2 separate regions of the Mus musculus genome follow, and region 1 is linked to region 2. The links are chromatin contacts, called in public Hi-C maps. All regions are on one chromosome and are shown on one strand. The core of a region is the stretch at or near the end of the contact, and the rest is flanking DNA. Distances in the headings are between cores, read along the strand shown.

The links. A called contact is a pair of places that touch in the nucleus more often than the background predicts.
Region 1: a contact with region 2 is called in a Hi-C map of bone marrow-derived macrophages, with 24 read pairs. The contact joins two enhancer-like sites. A contact is called at or near these places in 11 of 39 promoter capture datasets (the 3T3-L1 cell line, the C10 cell line, the HPC-7 cell line and 6 more), 1 of 15 datasets of contacts at CTCF or cohesin (large pre-B cells), 5 of 484 Hi-C or Micro-C datasets (bone marrow-derived macrophages, cranial neural crest, nephron progenitors and 2 more), 1 of 115 datasets of contacts at active chromatin or transcription factors (Th17 cells) and 4 of 9 other capture datasets (adipose tissue, embryonic stem cells, liver and 1 more).

What each region holds. Positions count from the first base shown.
Region 1 is chr2:31,024,063-31,029,619 of GRCm38.p6, forward strand. Fnbp1 (formin binding protein 1) reads right to left here. Exons shown (of 17, transcript NM_001177648.1): 17 at 2,144-4,821. The coding sequence ends at 4,814. Among named protein-coding and RNA genes, the nearest start is that of Gm39786, 30 kb to the left of the region's middle. Within about 2 kb of position 1,694, at least 62 of the 459 cell types and tissues checked have an H3K27ac peak or open chromatin away from gene starts, as enhancers often do. A contact at or near this core is called in bone marrow-derived macrophages, where this site is marked.
Region 2 is chr2:31,192,784-31,198,315 of GRCm38.p6, forward strand. All of the region lies in intron 14 of Gpr107 (G protein-coupled receptor 107), which reads left to right. Among named protein-coding and RNA genes, the nearest start is that of Gm22516, 5.9 kb to the left of the region's middle. Within about 2 kb of position 1,403, at least 8 of the 459 cell types and tissues checked have an H3K27ac peak or open chromatin away from gene starts, as enhancers often do. A contact at or near this core is called in bone marrow-derived macrophages, where this site is marked.

The DNA.
Region 1 (5,557 bases), core at 444-2,943, 170 kb before region 2:
AGAGGTGTGTGTGTGTGTGTGTGTGTGTGTGTGTGTGTGTGTGTGTGTGTGAGGCCGCACAGACTGGTGCTGTCCCTTTCTGGGGCACTGTCCAGCAGGACACTGCAGGACTGGAAATATCCTTCCTGCCTGCCTGGTTCTAAGGACAAAGGCAGTTTGTCCCTAGTTGATGTCACTAAAAACCAACTGGACAGGGACGAGTATGTTCCAGATGGAGTCTAATGGGTACCTTATATGACACCGAGGGGCTACTGGGCGCTGGTTGGTTGTCTTCCCATATTTGGACACCAGAGGGAAGGACTGCAGGGACTAGGGAAATGAGGATTCTTTTTGAGTGATGGGCAGAGTCAGGAGACATCTATCCCTCCAAGCTTAGTCTACCTTTTAATTTTTTTGCAGAAACAGGGTTCTGCTATGTAGCCCAGGCTGGCCTGGAACTCCTGAAAACCCAGGTTACAGCTGCCACATTCACTGCCCAGCCACCACCTACTTTCTCAGAACACAGTGCTCATGTTTGATAGCAGCAATTTGAGAGTCCTTTCTTTTGATTCTCTGATTTGGGAGCCACAAAGACTCTGCTGCCTCCATCCCCTGAGCCATTCTACTGCCCAGCAGCAGCAGTTAAGAGTGTGACTTGGGGTCTCACAAAGCTGATACTGGAGGGGAAGAGGGGAGATGAGGGATTTCCCAGCCCCTTAGGCTTCCTCCATAGTCACTTAGGGATGCTACTTCAGTTCTGCTTTCTTCCACTAGGGGTCGACATTCTCTCACCAAGGCGCCTGGGGCCTGGGTGTGGCCAGGGCAAGGGGGCGCTGAGGGTGCCTGGGCCAGTTGGTATTTCCAGAATATTTGGAGCTGGTATTTGGAGAAACCCAGCCCAAGAGCATGTGACTGTTCTGATCTTGTGAATTAAGAACGTCTCTGCAACCCCAGTACCAGGATAGCAATTACAGCCCACTCCCTGGTTTGGAGCCATGTCACCTGCTTTGTTAAGAGTGTCAGAGCCAAAGAGATACCTGGTTCAGATCTAAAGTCCTTTCTGAAGGAACAACCAAGTCTTCAAAGAACATTCTGGAAATGGCTTTCCAAAATTAATCTTTTGCTAGCAACAGTCACCTGGTACTCTCCAGCACATTGTCCCTATGATGAATGGTAATTTATTAGCCCAGACCAGCCTTGAACTGGCCCTGGCCCTCCTGTGTCTACCTCCTGAGTATTACAGTCTTTCAAAGCCAGCTGTGGGACCTTGCTCTCCAACAGGCAAGCCAGTGGGTATCAGGCATGTGCCACCCACCCGCTTTAAGACAGGGTCTGACTATGTAGTCCTAGCTGGCCTGAAACTCACCATGTAGTCACGCTGGCCTGGAATTCACAGAGATCCTCCTGTCTCTGCCTTCTGAGTGCTGAAATTGAGGGTGTGTGCCAACACTCCAGGCCTGCATGTGGTCCTTTAGACTCAAAGAGTGCTGACCTGGTTTACAGATCTAGCCTAGTCATCGGGAAGAGGGGCATAAGTGGACCGTGACCATGTCCTCCTTGCTTAAACTCCCCCCACACACATTGGCATCCCTGAGGGCAGAGGCCAACCAGCTGGAGGAGGAGGGGCAAAAAAGGAAATGCTCACTTGCCAAGGAGTCACCCCCATCAGAACTACTTCCCCCACATGCCTGCCATTCCTGGACACAATGTGTCACTGTGATAGGACGTGGAAGTGACATTTATAGATGAGGAGGTCCCTAGCCTTTCCCTGGGTACAGTGACTCCTCTTGAGTTTACATAGTGATAGAGAAGACCAGAGGCCAGCCATCAGCCTTGGGAGCTTCTGTGACTAGAATCCTTCCCTCCCTGAGTGTGTATGTGTGTGTGTGCAATTTTTTATGGGTGTGTTTCATCAACTTACACATATAGGAGACCAGATCACTATCATTGGGTATTGCTCTCTGTCACTTTCTTAAGTTGTTTGAGGCAGGTCACACTGTGTAACCTTGGGTGTCCTGGCTGTCCTTGAACTCACAGAACTCTACCTGCTTCTGCCACCCCCTAGTGTTGAGGGTTCAGGCAGGCGCCTGCTGTGCTCAGCTTTTTACCCACTAAGCCATCTCCCCAGGCCCAGCGTCATTTCTTCATACAACAGAGAACCAGGTACACTAGAAGTTATACTTTATTTAACATTGAAAGGACTAACATTTAATTACATGGGTAAGAGTGCTCTCTACTGAAAGCACTTTGTTTGGTTTTAATTCCACCTCCAGAGTCACAGGCAAGACCAAGACCTGACAGCTCTGAGGGCCTTCCCAACAGTGCCCTGCCCTCAAGGCTTAGAATTAGCACGCACACACACACACACACACACACACACACACGCACACACACACACACACACATACAGAGGCACACACACACATACACGAACTTGCACACGCATGATTTAAAAGGTGCTTGATGTCAGGTTAAAAGAGAAGTTGGGGCCAGTATTAGAGACATTTTGGATGTTATACAGACACAAAATCAAAAGGAATCACAAAACGGCAATTTCTGGGAAAAATACTGGCAGGAACGGAACTTTTTTTTTTTAACTTCATGTGGACATTCTACGTTCACTACAGATGCCACCAGAAGGCATTAATGGCCTCCCTGTGTGTTGTTTGGGCTGGGGCCCTGGATAAGCATGCTCAGCCTAGAGGGAGGGGCCATTGCAGCTTCACGTCCTGCATAGAAAAAAAAAAAGCGGTAAATGTCACGTTCCTTTTATTTCCATCTCTAAGTCATCTGCAGGGCAGGTTCTTTTACAGTGAGTCATTCTTGTCTCAGCACACTAGCAGCTAGGGGTGACAGGCAGTGGGTCCTGGGGACAGGGAGTGTAGAGCTTCTGGGGAAATCCTGCATTCCCTTCCCCCCAGAGCCAGTACAGTTCCACAGGATGTCCACGGCAGACCGACTTTCTCAGAGAACGGCCTGAAGACGCTCATCCACCATCCTTTCTGGATGTAAGGTAGTACAGGAAATTAAAAAAGAAGTGAGGGGACACAGGGACAGGCGCAGGCTTTAAAGGTCATCTGAAGAAGACTGGCAGCCTCTCCATTTTACCTTTGTGGCAAGTCTTTCCTTGTCCTTCATGCATTAATGAGATCTGTGAACAGACCCATAAAAAACACTCTGGAGGGGGCTGTGGTCAGCCCAACTTGCTGAAAGTCAGAGGTTCTGGAGTTAGATGCCTGGTAACCTGCTGGAGCGAAACTGCCTGGGCCACAGGTCAGACTAACTGTGTCAGCGCTGAGACCCTGACTCTTAGGTACCAGACTTCCATACTGTCCCCTAGGTCTTCCTCATGTGAGTCCTGAACAGCCTCACAGGGGTCCCAGAGGGCAGAGGGCAGTGTGCCGGGCTTGGCCTTACGGGGAGGAGGCGGGGCCAAGAAAGCCTGAAGCTAATCCTTGCTTGCTCTTGAAACCCAAAGCCAGGCCCACCTTGTCAGCTGCTCCCCCACCTTGGTACCCTCCCCTCTGCTCTGAGGTGGTACCTCACAAAATGTCTGTAATACTGGCCCCAATGCATGGATGTCAGCACTTCCACAAACCGTGGACAAAGCACAGGCCCAACCCTGAGGACCTGCCCTCTCTGTCCCTGTCTCTGGTTTTGTAAGACTTCCCTGTCTTTCATCCTCTGACTTGATGCTAAGCTACCAACTGCCCAGAGGGAGACGCCAACCTCCTCAAGCTCATACTTGTGGGGCACCCTTCACAGGGGCTTGTGGCCAAAGCCTTGAGTACTTCTGTACCAGGAAAGGAGAGAGTGGCTCAAAGGTGCGAAGGACCACCTCGGTACTCCCCCAAGCTCCACCACTCTAGGAGGGCAACAGCTTCAAAAGCGAGCTCCATCCATTCTCTGGGGCTTCTGGAGAACAGGATCCGATGAAGAAGCAGTGGCCAGAGCCATTGGAGGGACTACAAGAGGCACAAGGTCTTTGGTGGGAACAGAGGAGAGTCCTCAAATGCTACTTATGGGACTCCGCAGGCCCGCCTTACAGTAACTAGTGTGGCTGTGAGGCCCTCCATCACAGGGTACCACAAACAGGTAGGCAGCGCTCATAGAAGGTAGACACAGACAAGACAGCGGGGCTGGCCCACAAGCTGGATTTGGGACTCCAATATGAATTAGGGCCATGTAGATGGTTTATAACAAGAGTGGGGGTGAATGGGGGCTGGGTGCCCCAGTCCTACTCTAGATCCCCTGGAATGGAGTGTGGAAGGTAACAGTGCTGGATGACAGGGAAGGCCTGAGGCAGCAGCCTCTGGACATGAAGGACACATCTGACGATGAGTCCCAAGAGACGCATGGATGACAGCTGGGTGCTCAGTCCACCTGATGCACAACTGGCCCTCCTTGTCAGAATTTTGTTAGTCACCAGGAAACCAGGGGTGACAGTTGACAAAGGCACAGTGTGAGATGTGCAAGGAGTGGCCAGGCGATGAGCAGGTGGACTGGGAGCCCGGAAGGAGCAGGGACACAGGGCACATGCCCAGCTGTCTTGGTGGCCTGGGTGGGAAGGGAGCAGAGTAAAGTGGACAGCCCCCGTGGGGGGCTGCAGGAGAGAAACACCCGTGCCGTACACAGGCAGAGGGACTGGCGGAGCCACAGGAACATGCTGTGAAGGAGAAGGGGAGGCAGGATATGGGGACCCAGCCTGCAGGTGGGCTGGAGGCTGCCCAGCCAGCCTGAGTGGTGCTGGAGGCCTGTGGGGACAAGCGGGCTGGACGATGATGGCTCCCTCCCGGGAGGCTCTCGGGGGACTCTGGCCATGTGCACCACGCCTTTAGGAACCTGCGGCACAAAAAGAAAGAAGAGAAAACCCTGAGTTAGGAAAAGCAGCAGGTGAGAGAGAGGCAGGCGGTTTGCCGCTGGCAAACTGCTTGCCTTGTGGAGAAGGGAGGGGCTTAAGTAATTGGTTACCACAGTGGCTCTGCCATGGGGAGCTTTCGAGGCTACGTCTTCTGTTTGGAGACAGGCTCTCAGGTAGTCTAGGGTGACCTCAAATTCTCTATATGGCTGAAGATGAACTTAACCCAGGATCCGCATGTCTCTGCCTCCCATCCTCTGGCACAACAGCCCTGGCCTTTTAGTTCCCATGTTTAGCTGGCCCCATTTCTGGACCAAAAAAGATTAATAAGGTTTCCCACTTGCTCATCTTCTTCACAAACTGAATCTTTTTTTTTTTTTTTGGTTCAGGATGGTGTGAGGAAGTTAAAGGGCAAATTCTCTCTCCCGTTGTGACCACAGGTCTCTGTAGTAAGGTGAACCTTTGATGAGAGGGGAATCTAAGGCTGCCCAGGGCCTCACTAAATGCGAAAGCTCTCCATCGCCAGAGGGAGACAAGATGCAAGAAAAGCAGATGCTCCAAGCCCTCAGGACAGGAGGGGTAAGAAAGAGAGGCACAATTATTTGCAAGGGGGAAAAGTATTTGGCTTGAAAAGTCCTCAGTACTAGAGATGAAAGTGTTATTACAGAGAATAATGTTCTCAAAAAAGAGAAAAATCACTTAAAATACACAGCACTGAGA
Region 2 (5,532 bases), core at 153-2,652:
GAGCAGTTGTTGTTAGAAAAGTATGGATTCATTTTAGACAAAACACGCTAGCTATATATCATTTTCTAGGCTTGATAACGTAGATCACTTTGTTTTATTTTGGGGGTTGTTTAGTGGGTTTGGTGTTGAGATGAAGTACAACGTGGACATTACCACTGAGCTGCCCGTCCTCCCGGCTGTGTCCACAGGACTCCCGGCTTTGAGGGTTCAGTTCTCTTCAAGACCTGACTGTGCTCACTGGGTATTTATGTTCTGTTCAGCTTGGGCCTAGAATAGCCCATACACTGTCCAGGCTTCTGCAGCACTGGGCAGCCCTGTATAGGAGGCGCTCACTGCCCGTCGAGGCCTCCACACGTGCTCAGGGCCAGCTTTGGTTCTCTCTAGTGCTGAGATTCAGACTTCCTGTCATTCCTTCTTCTTTCTTCCCAAGGGCTTTGGCACCCCCTCCCCCCACCACCACCCCGCATCACACCCTCAGCAGCTGGAGCACAGGCAGTTTGTTTGGGCATCAGGCCTGTAACCTTGCCACCCTCTGCAGTGGGCAGAAGAGAGCCTTAGGAATCACCTGGTCTGGGAGAAAGCCTGCCTGGCTATGTTCAGGAGTGTTTTGAGCCCATTGTTGTTGTATGTACATTATATTAAAAGGTGGCATTGCTTTTATAACTTAATGCATAGGGGCTTTTTACAGGGTTTTATTATTATTATTATTTGATTTTTTGAGACAGGGTTTCTCTGTGTGGCCCTGGCTGTCCTGGAACTCACTCTGTAGACCAGGCTGGCCTTGAACTCAGAAATCCGACTGCCTCTGCCTCCCAAGTGCTGGGATTAAAGGTGTGCGCCACCACTGCCCGTCCTCAGTGTATTAAGATGAGATTTTATTTATTCATTCATTCATTCGTTCCTTCATTCCTTCATTTCATGTGCGCATTGTTCTGCCTGCATATAGTCTATATTCCATATGAGTAATTCACAGACAGCTGTGGTACTGTCCTGGGAATTGAACCCAGGTCCTCTGGGGGAGCAGCCAGTGCTCAGAACCGCTAAGCCACCTCTCCAGCCCTTTTTGTGTTTTTGGTTTTGTGTTTTGGTTTTGTTCTTTGAGACCAGTCTCACTGACTACCCTGGAACTCACAGAGATCCTCCTGTCTCATGCTACCTTTCTCCTTGCACGTTTTGGTGTTTCTAAATTAATATCCTAGAGGTAGTGCTCCCCAAGTGGAAAGTTCTGCCTGATTGTCTCCTAGGCTGTGTGGTCCCCTGGTGATGGGATGGCCTTTGGCCCTTTTTTACCATCTTTCGCTACTTGTCATTCTAGCTTCTGCCCATTTTGCTGTCCCTGCTTTGTCCTCCATCTTGTCCTGGGTGTGACTGGAGATTGGTCTGTGATGATTCATCCACAGTGCTCTTGGTTGAGGATGGCAAGAAAGAACTTAGCCTTGGGTAGACAGCACGGCAGGTCCTGCAATGAAGACAGTCTGCAGAAAAGTTATCTTTTTCTCAACCTTCCTAACGCTGCCACTCCTTAATACAGTTTGTCATGTTGTGGTGACCCCAACCATAAAGTGATTTTTTTGCTACTTTATAACTAATTTTGTTACTGTAATGAATGGTAATGTAAACAATTGTGTTTTCAGATGGTCTTAGGTGACCCCTGTGTGTTAAACCCTCAATGGGGTCAGGACCTCCAGCTTGAGAACTGTGGGTGTATAGATCAGGGTCACACGAGGCTGTTCTTCTGCCTTCCACTGGGTGGCAGTATGTGACTTCTCTATTTGTAAAAATGATCTTGCATCCCAGCCTAGGAGTTACACCCTCACAGAACCCCTTGTCCAGAAGAAAGGCGAGTGACAGAATGGGGGACTCTTCTCTACAGGGTGTTTTTGAACTGACCCATAAGTGTGGACTTTACTCTGTTCTTCGAAAAACAACTTCCAGAGTCAAAGAAGCCATGTTCCCATGGAGGAAGTTCCCCAGAGAAGCATGGGTATCAGCATACTGGGCTAGCAGGCCAGGGTCAGTGTCACCACAGTGTGGCCTTGCCTGTGGGGCAGGCGCTGGCTGCTGGTTCCTAGTATGTGGTGGGTCCTCCGGCCCCTTGGCCACTCTCTGTGGGTCTTGCCTGTCTTAGGACAGCCAGCCTCAGTCTGTTGAGGGTGTGGAGGCCCCAGGGTCAGCTGGAGCCTGGTGCTCCACTTCGTCTTCTATTGCCTTGTTCCCTGGCCTTCACCATGACTCCGGCTTGTGTAGGCGCAGTGAGGCTGAGGAAGCGGGAAGATGCTGTTGAGCTGTTGAGCGTGGCTTTTGGAGAATGTTGGTTGGGCTCGTGTGTACCCCTGCTCTCTCGAGTCCCTTTGGCTGAACTTGAAGAAGCCCAGAGGGAAGCGATAAGGAGCAGCTGCCTGAGTCTGCCCTTTTCATTCCCACCACATTGCCGAAGCATCTCTCTGTCCATAGCTTTGAGGCGCCTGGGTGAGTCTCATAAGAGAGTGTGCAGTGGCTCTCTGTGCTCCAGCCAAGATCTACTGGCTGCTTGGCCCTGGAACCTGCAGGATTCTTCCTTGCTCCAACTCTCTGTCTTACAGCACTGGCTTGGGGACATGCTGATAACTTGATTGACGGGCCCTACCTCTAGTCATCCTTTCTTGCCTTCTGTTCCTGAGGGAAAGGCAGGAGAAGTATTCTAAAGAGCCTTCCATTTTACATCCACTTCAGAAAGATGTGGTGATGGGAGAGCTGCAGGCTGGTGGAGGCATGGCCTCATTCTGAGCGACCTCTCCATAGAACACGGTTCCAATACCGTCTTGGGGCTCTTTAGGTCACAGTGGCTTCATAGACCATTTTTAGTACAGTCTTAGTTATTGATCTATTGCTTTGAAGAAACACCATGCCACAACAACTCTTATAAAGGACAGTGTTTAATTGGGGGCTTGCTTACAGTTTGATCATGGCAAGGGACATGGTGGCAGGCATGGCAGCAGGGTGCTGGAGAGCTACATCCTGATCTAAAGAGAGAGAGAGAGAGAGAGAGAGAGGGAGAGGGAGAGGAGGGAGAAAGAGTGAGAGTGAGAGAGTGAGTGAGAGCCTGGAGAGAGAGAGAGAGAGAGAGAGGGAGAGAGAGAGAGAGAGAGAGAGAGGAGGAGGAGGAGGAGGAGGGAGAGAGAGTGAGAGTGAGTGAGAGTCTAGACCCTAGGGGGCCATTCTTACTCAAACCACCACAAGCAGCTCTTTTCTCAGAGTGCCTCACGGGTGCAGACGTGTTACAATGGTGTCTGTGCAGGGTCAGAGCTGCCCCACCACAGCAACTACCAAGTTCTTTTATTTATTACATTTTACTTTGTTTTGTGCACGAGTCTTTTGACTGTGTATATGTATATATACCAGATGCGTGTCTGGTACCCTGAGGCTAGATAAGGGCACCAGATCCCCTGGGGCTCGGAGTTACAGGCTGAGTCGCCACATGGGTGCTGAGAATCCAACCCAGCCCCTCTCAAAGAGCAGTGAGTGCTCTTACCCTCAGAGTCGTCTCGAGCCAGGCCACCAAGTTGTTCCCTGGTGCCTGCTTGTCGGGTGAGCCAGGTTTGTGTTCTCTGAGTGCCTGTGTCGATCCAGCAAGTGTTTGTGTCATCAAGTCTCAGCCCCAGGGTGGCAAGTAGAAAGTCCATTTGGTCTTGCGGTGTATGGGTCATAAGCCTTGTGTCTCAAGAAAGGACAGCTGCTGGATCAGCGCTCATTGCCAGGACACAAGCTGTACTTTGAGTATAAAGTATAGGAAAGCGCACGGTGGCGACGTGAGCAAGAGCTTCTTAAACCCCTTACGGGCACGCAGAGGGGACACACCAACACGGAGGGGACACACCAACACGAAGGGGACACACCAACACGGAGGGGACACACCAACTCAGAGGGGACACACCAACGTGGAGCTGTTTAAGAAATGCTTCAGCAGCTGAGAGGGCAGTGCTGTCACTGAAACAGTGTGCTCCGCCTGATACATGGCATCACACTGTGTTCACCTGGCAGATGACATCACAAGCAGGCAGGCAGGGGCAGAGCCTCAAAAGGCAGAATCTGCACCTGTGAACGTTAACAGCAGCAAGGTGTTCCTCTCTGCAGGACACTTGTGTTTGTTTCCGGTGTCACTAGCCTTGGTTACCTCCTGGGAAGGTGTTGTTTTACTTGGGTGTGTTCACAAGAAGCCTGCAGGATGCACCATAGCGGTGACTACAGTGCCGTGATTCTGTTTCATCTTGAGTCCCTGCAGGCGCGGCTTCTCAGCCCGTGTCTGGGCAGTAGGTCTGTTTGAGGGTTTAGAAGATACAGACCTGTGTGTCTATATTAAGTTGTTTGTTTGCTTTTTATTCCATTCTCTCTGCATGGTTGTGTACACCATGACATGCAGGTGGAGGCCATTAAGGTCCCCTCCGTTATCAGCTCTGTGTACCCCAGACCGGGGTCTTCACCTGCCACTGGCTGGAGCAGCACTCTGGGAAGCAGATGGGCGGGCAAGTGGCTACATTGGCTCTCATGTCTGGGGACTCTGACTTCCTGGCTTCCTGCTTGTTCAGCGGGTGCTTTACCCACTGAGCCTTGGGTATTTGTCGTTTTTGAGTGAGGATTTTGCCCTAGCCCAGACCAGATCTCACTCTGTAGCCCAGGCTGGTCCAGAACTCATGATGATCCTCTACCTCAGCCTCACAAGTGCTGGGCCCAACTGCAGGTGTGAGTTCCATGTCTGGCTGTGTGAAGCTTTCTGTGTGACTTGTGGGGCTCGAGCCCACTAAGCCTGCTTGTCAGGGAGATCCTGTCCTCCTGTGCTGTGATGTGAATAGGAGCGCACTAACGTAACGTAGTGTGAGACTCCTTGCCTTGCTCTTTCCTCAGGAGACTTAGAGAAGCATCTGCTCCCCTGAAGTGCAGGGGTCCTAGGATCACCAAAGGAGCAGTTGAGCCCAGTGTGGTGAGCCAGCCAGCCAGCCTCCTGGAGCTGCACAAAGGGCCTGCGTGGGCGGCTTGCAGCCAGGCAGAAGTCCACCTTCGTTCACTCCTTACTTAGGGGCAGTTGAGCTGTCAGGGAGAGAAGAGGCCTTGTGCCCTCCACATGAGAGTCACACCGGCCATCACTGCTCTGTGTTACAGCGATGGTTGTATTTGGCCCAGAGGAAACGGTGCCCCTCCCAGGACTGAGTCCCAGAACAGTCCCTGCCAGCTTTATGTGGCCCATAGCCCGTGACGTCTCACTCTCACTGAGCGCTGCACCTCCACTGGGCCGCACCTCATAGCATCTCTGCTCTGCTTTTCTGCTGCTGTGCTGCAGTAAACTTGAACTGTACTTGAGCATGCAGTTCCGTGGTGGTCTGCACTTGGTCCCCACGGTTGTCAGCTGTCAGCACCATCCATTGCCAGCTCTCTAAGTTCCCAAGCTGAAACTGTGCCTTCCCCTGCTCTTCTCACCCTAGCTGCTGATGGAATGCCCCCTCCCCTTCCACACACCTTCTGCCCTTATGAATTTGGCTGCTGTTAGTGGTATCTGCA